Linked DNA regions of Anser cygnoides: region 2 is linked to region 1. A link is a contact called in public Hi-C data. All regions are on one chromosome and are shown on one strand. Each heading gives the region's core, a stretch centred on a gene start, on an enhancer-like site or on the middle of the called end of the contact. The rest is flanking DNA. Distances are from core to core; before and after follow the strand shown. Region 1 holds the start of WASHC1 (WASH complex subunit 1). Region 2 holds the start of SLC6A12 (solute carrier family 6 member 12).

Region 1 (4,835 bases), core at 1,060-3,559:
ACCACCTGGAAAATCAATAACCCGCTGAACAAACTGCTGGATGGACTATTTTCCGACAAAGGTTATCTTGTGAAGGGGTCCGAGCAGAGCTGATTAGTTGCAGAAATTGCTTTTTGAGTGATAAAAATGATTCTCTTCAAGCTCATACACCACGGCCACGGGAAATATCACAATTTCAGACATAATCTTCCTCTTCCTCTGCACACTATCTTTAATCTTAAAAATAATAATAATAATCTGCTTTGCTTCCAGGCTTATCTCAGTACTGTTTCACCCCAGCCCTCAATTTCTACCCTTCTCTTTCACCACTCAGGCTGAGCATGCATTGACTACAGTTACCTGGTATTACCAAAACCCAGAAGCCAGGCTGCAGAGTAATTCCCAGAGATTATCTGCTGTCAGTTTTCTTGCCAACGAACTCCAGAATTGAGAGAAAAGAACAGCACTTTTTATCTGAAGGAATGAAGATTAAAAACTCAGTTTAGATATCCAGAGTGATAGAAGAAGGACACACGAGCAGAACAGGCTGTGCTGCTCTGGGAATGCTTCAGGCATTTTTCCGCCTGAGGGCTCTGGAGGCATGGTGATTTCCCCCAACCAAAGCGTTTCAGGAATAAAGAGGTGTATTGGGCAGCTTTTACATCCCAGCTTTGCTGCTCAGACAAGACAGACTTAATTAAATAGCAGGAGAGCTTGTCAGCCCCCTGCCAACCTTCCCAAAAGAAAGCCTAGTGGACAGTTGACTGGAGCACCTCTGACTCCCAGCACAGGCAAAACGCAGAAAGCCTCTACAAGGACATGCCAAAGTCAGCTTGCCTCCAGCCCTTGCCCCTGGCAAGAGCAGCACCATCCACTCCATTTCTTTTCATGGCTCAAGGAAGTTCTCCTTCTTCAGAGAACTGGCACGAAATAGGGACAGTTTCAGCTTCTACCTCATCTGTTCCAGGATAGGTCAATACGGTCTGCAAAACGCTGCCAGCAACACCCACTGCGCAACCCAACTGAACTAAATAGGTCATCTCTGGCCAACTCCTCGCTGACATTTGCCTGAATCACGTGAAATGTCACTACCACAGCTGGCACCATCCCACACTCCTCGTTGGAAGCGAGGCTGGAAGTGAGCAGGGTCAAGAATTAGCCTCCTCTCCCCAGGGTGAGAAGCCTCTAGGAAAATCCAGGTGCTTCCCAACCACTCCACATTTAAACCACATCATAAAAAAATGGGGAAAACCCCATCACAACAGGGCTTCTGTTCAGTACTAAAATAAATACCAACAATGCTCATCAGTGCTGGATGTGGATTCACGATGTTCCTTATGTCCATCAGCAGCCTTCCTTTGTATGCGCAGCCCGGTCTAACAGCCCCGTGGTCTTTTTACTGCTGGCTGACTCATACTTTATTTTGAACATAGAAAAATTAATACAGTAAACGCATTTATCACAGCAGCATTTGGGTTCACTTGCAAGCAGTGACAACACGGCTTTATTTAACAAATAATTACATCACCACAGCTACCGGGTTGAGAGTGGGGAATGTTGCCCTTATGCAATTTAAAGGCCACACGTAGTTAAACAGATCTGGCAGTACTCCAGACAGCAAACTGCGCTGATGCCCTGTTGGACTAGAAGCCTCGTGTTCTATAGTCTGTGGCGTTCGTTGACCTAGCTAATAACATAAACATTTGGTACTCGGAATGAGGCAGAAAACCCCACAACCCTGCCACAAGCCATTAGCTAACTTTCTGAGTAGGAATTGCTTAACCCACATCCCAGAGCCCTCCAACCCTCTATCTCAGGTGACTTTTTACTCTTTTTCTCTTCTCCCTGCAGGCCACGGCACCTAGCTCTGTCCCTCCGGGGCAGCTCGGCCCCAGGGCAGGAGCCCAGAAGCTGCGTGCTGACCCCAGGAGCCCCTCACACGGCCGCCACCGTGCCTTTCCCCGTGCCATGCCCCACCGAGGGCTCCCAGCCCGCGCCACAGCTCAGCTCTGAAGGACCAAGCCCAACTCCTGTCACAAACACCCCCATCGCCGCCCATCGCCGCCCCCCGCCGTTAACGGGCGGCCGTTAACGGTCACCGCCGCCAGGGGGAGGGGGAGGGGGAGGGAGGAGAAGGGCCCGGCCCCGCCCCCCGCAGCCCGGCGGCGCCGCTCCGCGCTCCCCTCACCTGCCGCCAGCCGGCCACACCCCGGCGACACTGCCCCGCTTCCGCCCCTACTCTCGCGTCACTTCCGCCCGGCTCCGGACATTTCCCCCCGCCGCTGCGAGCTGACGCCGAGGCGGGGTTACGCGCATGCGCGCGCGGAGGGTGGGGCGAGGGGCGCGAGGCTCTTGGCACCCCGAGGGGGAGGGGGCGTCCGCCATGTTCGGGGCACCTGGGGCCTTCCCGGTGCCCGCTGTCGCGTGCCCTGCCCCGCCTCAGCCCCTCGCCGTGCCCCCAGCACAGCCACCAGCCCTCGCTGGGGAGCTGGCGGAGCCCCTCAGAGCTCCGCTGGGCGCTGTGAGCCTGCAGCTCGCCTCCCCTAATGGCTGCCCTCACAGCGCGGGGGTTCGGTGCCCGGCTGGGACGAGCGGGGCGGTGGCTCGGCCCTCAGCCCGCTCCCTGCCCGCGCGCTGCAGTCACGGTGTGAGGGGGAACCCCACGGGTGCGCCTGCTGTGCCTGGCCGCGTGTCTGCTTCCACGTACCTGCCGCGAAGCACAGCAAACAGAGGGGGAATCTGACTCGTACAACTGCTTGCTTGTTCTGCAGTGCTTGTGTTTGGCGTAGGGCAATTTAAGTTTTGACTGTATAAAATAAAGTTATTTTTTTCGTAAGTACGTTCTCCTAGTCTGTTCCAGTGTCCCTTTTATACTCCCCTTTATGTGTACATTCAAGCGAGCAGCACAAATACTCATAGCAAGTGGATTTCAATCCTGCATCGGTAAATATTCCAACCATGGTTTGAAGGGGTATATGCTGCATGTGATGGAGGTATTTGCATGCTCACCCACTTCAGGATCAGAAACACTTCTTGGAAGCTTACTCAAACAGTTGAAACTTAGCACTATTTGAATAGCAAATACCAGCTTCTGAATGCACACAGGGAACATTTGTGACTGATACATAGCATTAAAAACAATGCTCAAAGAAAAAAAAAAAGGGCAAGCCTCTTAAAACAGTGGGCACATTTGAAGAAACCAGGATCCGCTCATGTATATTCAACTCGAAAAATGGTAAATCCATTACTTAAATTACCTGGTGCAGGTTTCTGGCTTGGTCCCGCTTCTTTGCAGGGGGAAGCGCAGTCAGAAATGCTTGCTGCAGGCTGAAGCAGAGGAGCGCTGTCAGACACACGGACCTCCAAAGGCAGTCAGCAGCCGGTGGCGGCAGCAGCTTGCCCCTTGCAGAGCCTGCAGGAGGGCACAGTGCTTGCCCCTGTGATGTTTTAGTGATGGGGCTGGCACGGCCCATCAGCGTGGAGAGCGTGAGGGCACAAGGCCTAAGAGCTAAGAAACCGGCTAAGAGCTTTGAAAACTCTCTGTAAGAGAAGGAGGTTATAGGGAATGCAAAATTCTGCCAAAAACTCCAAGCAGACAAAAAAGGAGATCTAGTGGAGTCTGAGCAAGGAGCATGTGTGTGGGTGTCGGGACCTGTCAAAAACAAAATAGAGAAGCGGATGTAAGAAGGAACAATCCAATCTATTCTGATCCATTTTTATTTATATATTGCTGACGGAAAGCCCTCGAAATGCTTTCTGCTGCTCAGATAAAAATCCAATTCAGTGCATTTATAAAATTCAAGAGAAAGCAAGAGGTGATGGCAGGCTGACGTGGCCCCTTCCCATGTCCTCCCGCTCAGTCTTGCTGAGGATGAAGAAACGGCAGGTTTGCAAAATCCCTCAGTGCGAAGCAGAAAGAGAGATAAATGAACTGGACAAAGGGAAAACAGTGAGTCTTAGGGTGGGAAGACAGACAGATGGATGAGCAGAAGAGCAGCAGGGTACAGTGAGCCCAACACGAGAAGTGACAGCAGGGTAGCGGTGGACTGGACAAACCACCAGGGAGACTGGTAGTGGGCGAGGTGCTGTAAATCGTAGTGAACTCCTGCGTAACCCTGTCACATATCAAACATCTTCGCTGTGCAGACGAGACCTAACTGACTGGGAATGAGTAGGTGTTAACAGCACAGAAATAATCTGGAGGCACATCAGGAGAGCGGCGGCTTTGCGCCACGCTCAGTGCAGCCACGCAGGCAGGCTGGGGACACGTCTCCGGCTGACTGCTCGCCTCAGCCCACACAATTGGCTGCTGGAGGCTGAGCGACGCCATCCCCAGCCCGTGGAACAATGGACGCAGTTTCTTTTCTCTCCTTAATAATGTTTGCATTTCATAACATCTCACTGCGTAATCTTCAGTGTTCCCGAGGACAGCATCCTGTACCGAAGCAAGTGCTGCCCTCGGGGAGCTGACTGACACCTACGGCCGCCACGCTCTCCCTTTCTCTGCTTTGCATCGGCAAGTTGCAGTGAACGAAAATAAAACCGGGCAGTGTTTTTCCCCACTAACAAAAGGAATGCTCACAGGCATTGCTGCCCAGGGAAGGGAAGATTTAGACGGAGGTCCTCATCGAGTCAGTAAGACATAGTCACAGCATGCAAAAAGAAGCACCTAGTGGTGTGCCAAGTCATGCATGACAGCATCCCATGGGCTTTGCAGTTAGGAAATGCAATAACTGCTGGTTTGGAAAATGCCTCTTGCCTTTCCCAGTGTCATTGCCCAAGCTGATACCAGCAGGAGACACTAGTCAGGCTTGCTGCAAAGAGATCCTGCTTATGCACTTCCAGGCACCTTGTTC
Region 2 (4,835 bases), core at 765-3,264, 210 kb after region 1:
GAGGGACAAAATGGCTCCTGCCCAGCCCTCTGTTACCAGAGCAGGAGAGCCTGCCAAGCACCTAGCAGAGGCTGGACCTTCCTGTTGCCAGCATCCCATCCCTTGCTAAAAGCAGCATAGGCTGTTGTTCTCCCTGCTGGCTCAGTCTCCTGTGCCCATGGTTCACTGTCCCTGCTGTAGAGGACAGATATAGAGGTTGTTTTGTACTTAGCCTAGAAAAAAATCAAGACTAACCGATGAAGTCCATAAATAGGATGTAAACATGTTCAGAAACCATTCGCTGCCTTCACACTGAATCAAATACACCTGAGACCTTTGTTCATCTTATACCTTGGCCATCCCCACTGCCCTGTAGCACAAGACCCCATAGTATGCAACCACAGCAGGCCCAGGGCAGGGGGCAGTGACTGTTGTGCAGGCTGGGGGGACACCATGGGGACAGGACAGAGTCCTGGGCAGTGGAAATGGAGCCCTGCAGCCACCCCACTGGGGCTGCAAAATTCAGGGAGCACACAGGTGTGCATGAAAACCCTAACCTCTGCAGCACCTAAAATCTGAGCCTTGCAGACCCTGCGTAGACACAGGGCAGACACAACACACAAAATCAGGGCAGGCAGAGAGGAGGTTGCTGTCTATGACTGTAAGGGCTCTGTGCACCCCTGCCTGCAGTGCCTGCAACAGCGCATGTGCACGTGCATCCCACCCACCCACTGCATCCTATGCCTGCAAGAGGAGATGTGCCTGCTCTCCACCGCAGGGCACCACACCTTTCCTGTGGGCTTGGTGCCCTGCCCAGGAGCACTGGCAGGCAGGGAGAAGGCCAGGGGTTCATTAGCCAGCCCTCAGCAAGGACCGTATCTGCGCCCATGAGTCCAGCAATGCTGGGCTCTTGCAGAGCTGCAGAGGTCAGGTCCAAGGTTCAGCCTCTCGTATCAGCGGCTGTCAAAGAGGAAGAAGTGGGGCAATAACATTTCAAATGACATTGGATGAAAGCCCTGATTAGCTGTGATTACTTTAAAAGCACTGTTGATTTAAGGAGATGTAGATCAGGCATTATGAAACCCCCATGCGATCTGCCTGGGTTTGTTCACAAACGCACCCTCCGATGCCCAGAGTTTAGCACATGCACAGACTGTGCCTTCTCCATGCCCTCCCTTTCTTCACCCCTAACCAGGAACAGATGTGGGGACACCCTGAGCAGGAAGAACAAGCAGCACACTACTGAACACACCTCCTGGAACCGCAGCCCCAAATCCATGTGCCAGCACAGGGCCAGCATCTCTGCTGGGCAGCATGGGGGGAGAGGGCATCTCTGCCTCCTGCTTGCCCTAGCACCTTTCCTCGCATATTTACCACCACCTAGCCATCGCTGCCCTCCATCCCCATCTCTCTCTGCTCCCCTCTCTTCTCAACCTGTCTTAGGACTCCGCTTGCTCTGCTGCAGCCTCCAGTGCCACTTGCCCATCCTTCAGGCATCCCCATGCTCCACAGCTTCTTGGCAGCCCCCGGCGGCACTGCTGCCCGTTTTGTCCTACAGGAGACATTAAGGATCAGCCTCTCCCCTGGGCTGTTCCAAGCTGATTATTCCTCGCCGTCCTCCAGCCCTCTCTCCCTTTGCGTGGCACTGGAAGCTCTCCCCCGGCAGGGTTGCTGGCCCATTCCCCAGCACACAGCAGGCAGCTGCCTGTGGGAGGACCAAAGACACTGGCACTGCCGACAAGGCGTGCACAGCCACCAGACCTGCTCTGCGAGCAAATGCCCAGCTCACCTGCACCCGGCGAGCTCTGCCGGGCAAGCCCGTCCCGTCCCACCGGAGTCCAGGCAGGGAATCCACCGGGAGCCAACGAGATACAGCAAGAGTTAAGGCACGGACTCCCCTCTCTCCTCCTCCCGTCCCTCCCCTTCCACCAACTCCCCCAGCACGCTGTCACCCTGCTCGCAGGTGGGTGGCAGGGCGGTAGCAAGGGAGGTGCATCGGGGAGGGAGAACTTTCTCCCCAGCTCCCTTACCACATACGCCTCTCCAGACCTTGAACTGCGGCCCCGACAGGAAAGCAAGAATAGAAAGCGGCCGTGGTCGGGCAGGGCAAAGGCCCCAGGTTCGCAAAGATCAGCCGCAGCCACCAGCGGGTGGCTCTGGGGCCTTGGAGAGGTGGCAGCAGGGTGCGGTGCCCCAGCAGACCCCGTGGCAGGACCCCGGCTCGGCATCCATCTCAGTGCTTCTCGTGAGCAATGCCAGCAGCAGGCACTCTGGGTTTGCTGCTTTTCTCAGGGCAGTTCAGCTCGGTAAGTTTTTTAATGGCGGCTGCTGTTTTGTCTGTCGGTTTGCCTGCAAACGTGCCTGCCAAATTCCTATTGACTTTCTCGTGTACCCACACGGTCAAATCGGAGCAGCATGTGGGATCGAAGATAGGACATGTCCACCACATGATCCGGTCTTCTCACCAGTGTCAGCACTCACCAGATGAATATCCTCTGGTCACCTGAGAGCTGACAGCAGCCCTCGCCACCATGGAGGTGGAGGCAGTGGGTTTACATGCCTCCCTTTTCCGCAGAGGTTGTTTGTCATCTTGTCTCTCAACAAAACCCTCCCTAGGTGCCAAAAGTCAGTGAATCACATCGTATTGGAGCAATGCTGGATTGCCCCAGGGACATAACGTGCCAGAGACACGCAGGAAGCACTATGGGAGCCACCCTCGTGCCTGGCAGGATCCTCGGGACAAAGGGCCCAGCCCCGCACTGGGGGCTGTGAGGGAAAAACCTCCCCTTCTGCTCCGGTCTCTGAGCCCATGCTGCTGGGGAGCATGCGGAGGGTTCAGGGCGAGCACCGGGGGATGTCCCCAGGGATGGGGCCTTGGAGCCATCCTAGGCCCAGCCCTGAGGCCACAGTCCTGCTGGGGCATGTGGAGCCTCTTCCTGAAGCCTCACATGAAGACAAAGAAAGATGGCATGTCCCTGTCTCTGGGGCTAAACTTTCCAGACATGCCATGTTTCAATTTCCACCTCCCACTTGGGCTGTTTGAGTGGATTGGGACTGCCCTGGTCCCTATTGATGAAGGATGGTGCCACTGCCCCTCCTGCCGCAGAGCACTGGTGGCAGCCAGGGCAGCTGGGAAGAGGGGTGGGAGAGGTTATCCTGATATGAAGAGGGGATTGAGATAAGCCTAGGTAAGCAGGGCTGACCTGAAAACCTGATTTATCACTCTGACATATTTCACAAGAACATTGCAGCTTTTTGCAAGCTGTAGATGGGAATGACCTGCGGCATTCAGGCAAAAGAAGAAGAAAGCCAACATAAATGAAAATGTTAACCATCAATGGGTGAAAATCATTCTTCCTCAGAAAAAAAAAGGAAAAAAAAAGTCTGCTATTTCTACTTCTCATCCCAGAGAGTACCAGAAGTTACAAACACTCGGAGTTTCCCCCTAGGCTATAATTCATCATGTTTTTAAACCCTGATATGGATGTGGGGCAACCACATCCCACCACGGCAGCCTCCGCTTGAGGACTTGCCCTGGTGTCACAGCCCAGATCAAAGAGAAGAAATCGCCTTCTGACCAGCTTGGCTGTGGGGGTACAAGCCCAGGAGAGGACAAGGGAAGGGTGACAGGCTCCCTGGCCACTTGTTGCCATGTTTGCTGGCAGCCCCAACCCCAGCCAGGTAGTCTGGGCTGCACTGCTGTGACGGGTCTCCACACCTGGGACCTCCAAGGAAGGCAGCTGGCACGGCAAATGGGTCTCTCCAGGTCACATCTTCCTCCTCCACCATGGTCAAGGGCAGAGGACACATCCTGCACCCCAGCAAAGGTCTCCTTCCCACCCTGCTCACTGCCTGCCGGCTGGCCGTGCACCCTCACCTCCCTTCTTCTCTTGCCCTTTGAGGACGAAGCGTGGTGCAGACCTGGCTTCCACCTCGCTGAGCCTCCAGCCAGAGAAGCCACCACTGTCCTTGCTCATCCACAATGATCCAACCTTTTGGCACCTTTGCTACTGAAACTGAAGAAATGCCGTCTCCCCCGCGGACAGAGGGCAGCTGCTTGTTTAATCAGGAATTTGCCTTGCCAGCTGAATGCTGTATTTTTAGAGGAGTTTCCCCTAGGCATTCTTATAATTTATTTTTTATGTTTATGGTTAATTTCTGCTTAAGTAAGCCTGCAACTTCCTACAACAATTCCAGCGTAACTAATCGCAAGCGAACATAACCAAAGTAACGAGTGCTAATGAGGCCCTACAGAACCGTAGTGGGCTCAGCAGCTGCAGCACCGCTCCAGCACGGGGCCCCGCTGTGCCTTCCTTGGTGCCACCCACCATCCATGGCCCTTCCCAAGGGCTTGGGAGAAGGGTTTTGGAAGGCCTTTGGGAGCATGTGAAGGGAGAGACATCTCCTTATTCTACAGCACCCATGGCATGGGAGAGGACAAGGCAAAGGCAAATGGCTCAGGAGCTCAGTGTTGGCAACAGAAGTGGAGAGGACTAGAGATGCGAGGGTGACATCCACGGTCTAGCAGCCTCTCTGAGTCTAACATCAATGCTTGCTGGTGATCGGAGGCCGAGGAGGACGATGGAAAACCTCAGGCAGAGGACCCAGGTGCATGCTCACTTGCTCCTGCTTGTCCTCCCTGTCTCCTCAGGGCAGCCAAACCTGTCGGTGCAGGGCGCACGCTGTGACAGCAAACACCTCGGATTGTCACAAGGATGTGAAGGACACGGTTGGGCTGTGGAGACAGAGGAGGGCATGTAACTCTGGACAGGTCAGGTGGAGAAAGGGGGCAACTGAGTCGCTGCTAATATCTCAGAAGCAACAGCTTCCCTAGTGCTCCTTCGTGCTCTCACCAT

What was found. A called contact is a pair of places that touch in the nucleus more often than the background predicts.
Region 2: a contact with region 1 is called in a Hi-C map of liver, with 4 times the contacts expected there. The contact joins the promoter of SLC6A12 here to the promoter of WASHC1 in region 1. A contact is called at or near these places in 2 of 7 Hi-C or Micro-C datasets (both in liver).

The regions. Positions count from the first base shown.
Region 1 is chr1:65,111,455-65,116,289 of Taihu_goose_T2T_genome, forward strand. WASHC1 (WASH complex subunit 1) reads right to left here and starts at 2,310. Exons shown (of 11, transcript XM_048057996.2): 1 at 2,168-2,310.
Region 2 is chr1:65,318,148-65,322,982 of Taihu_goose_T2T_genome, forward strand. SLC6A12 (solute carrier family 6 member 12) reads right to left here and starts at 2,015. Exons shown (of 15, transcript XM_048059009.2): 1 at 1,769-2,015.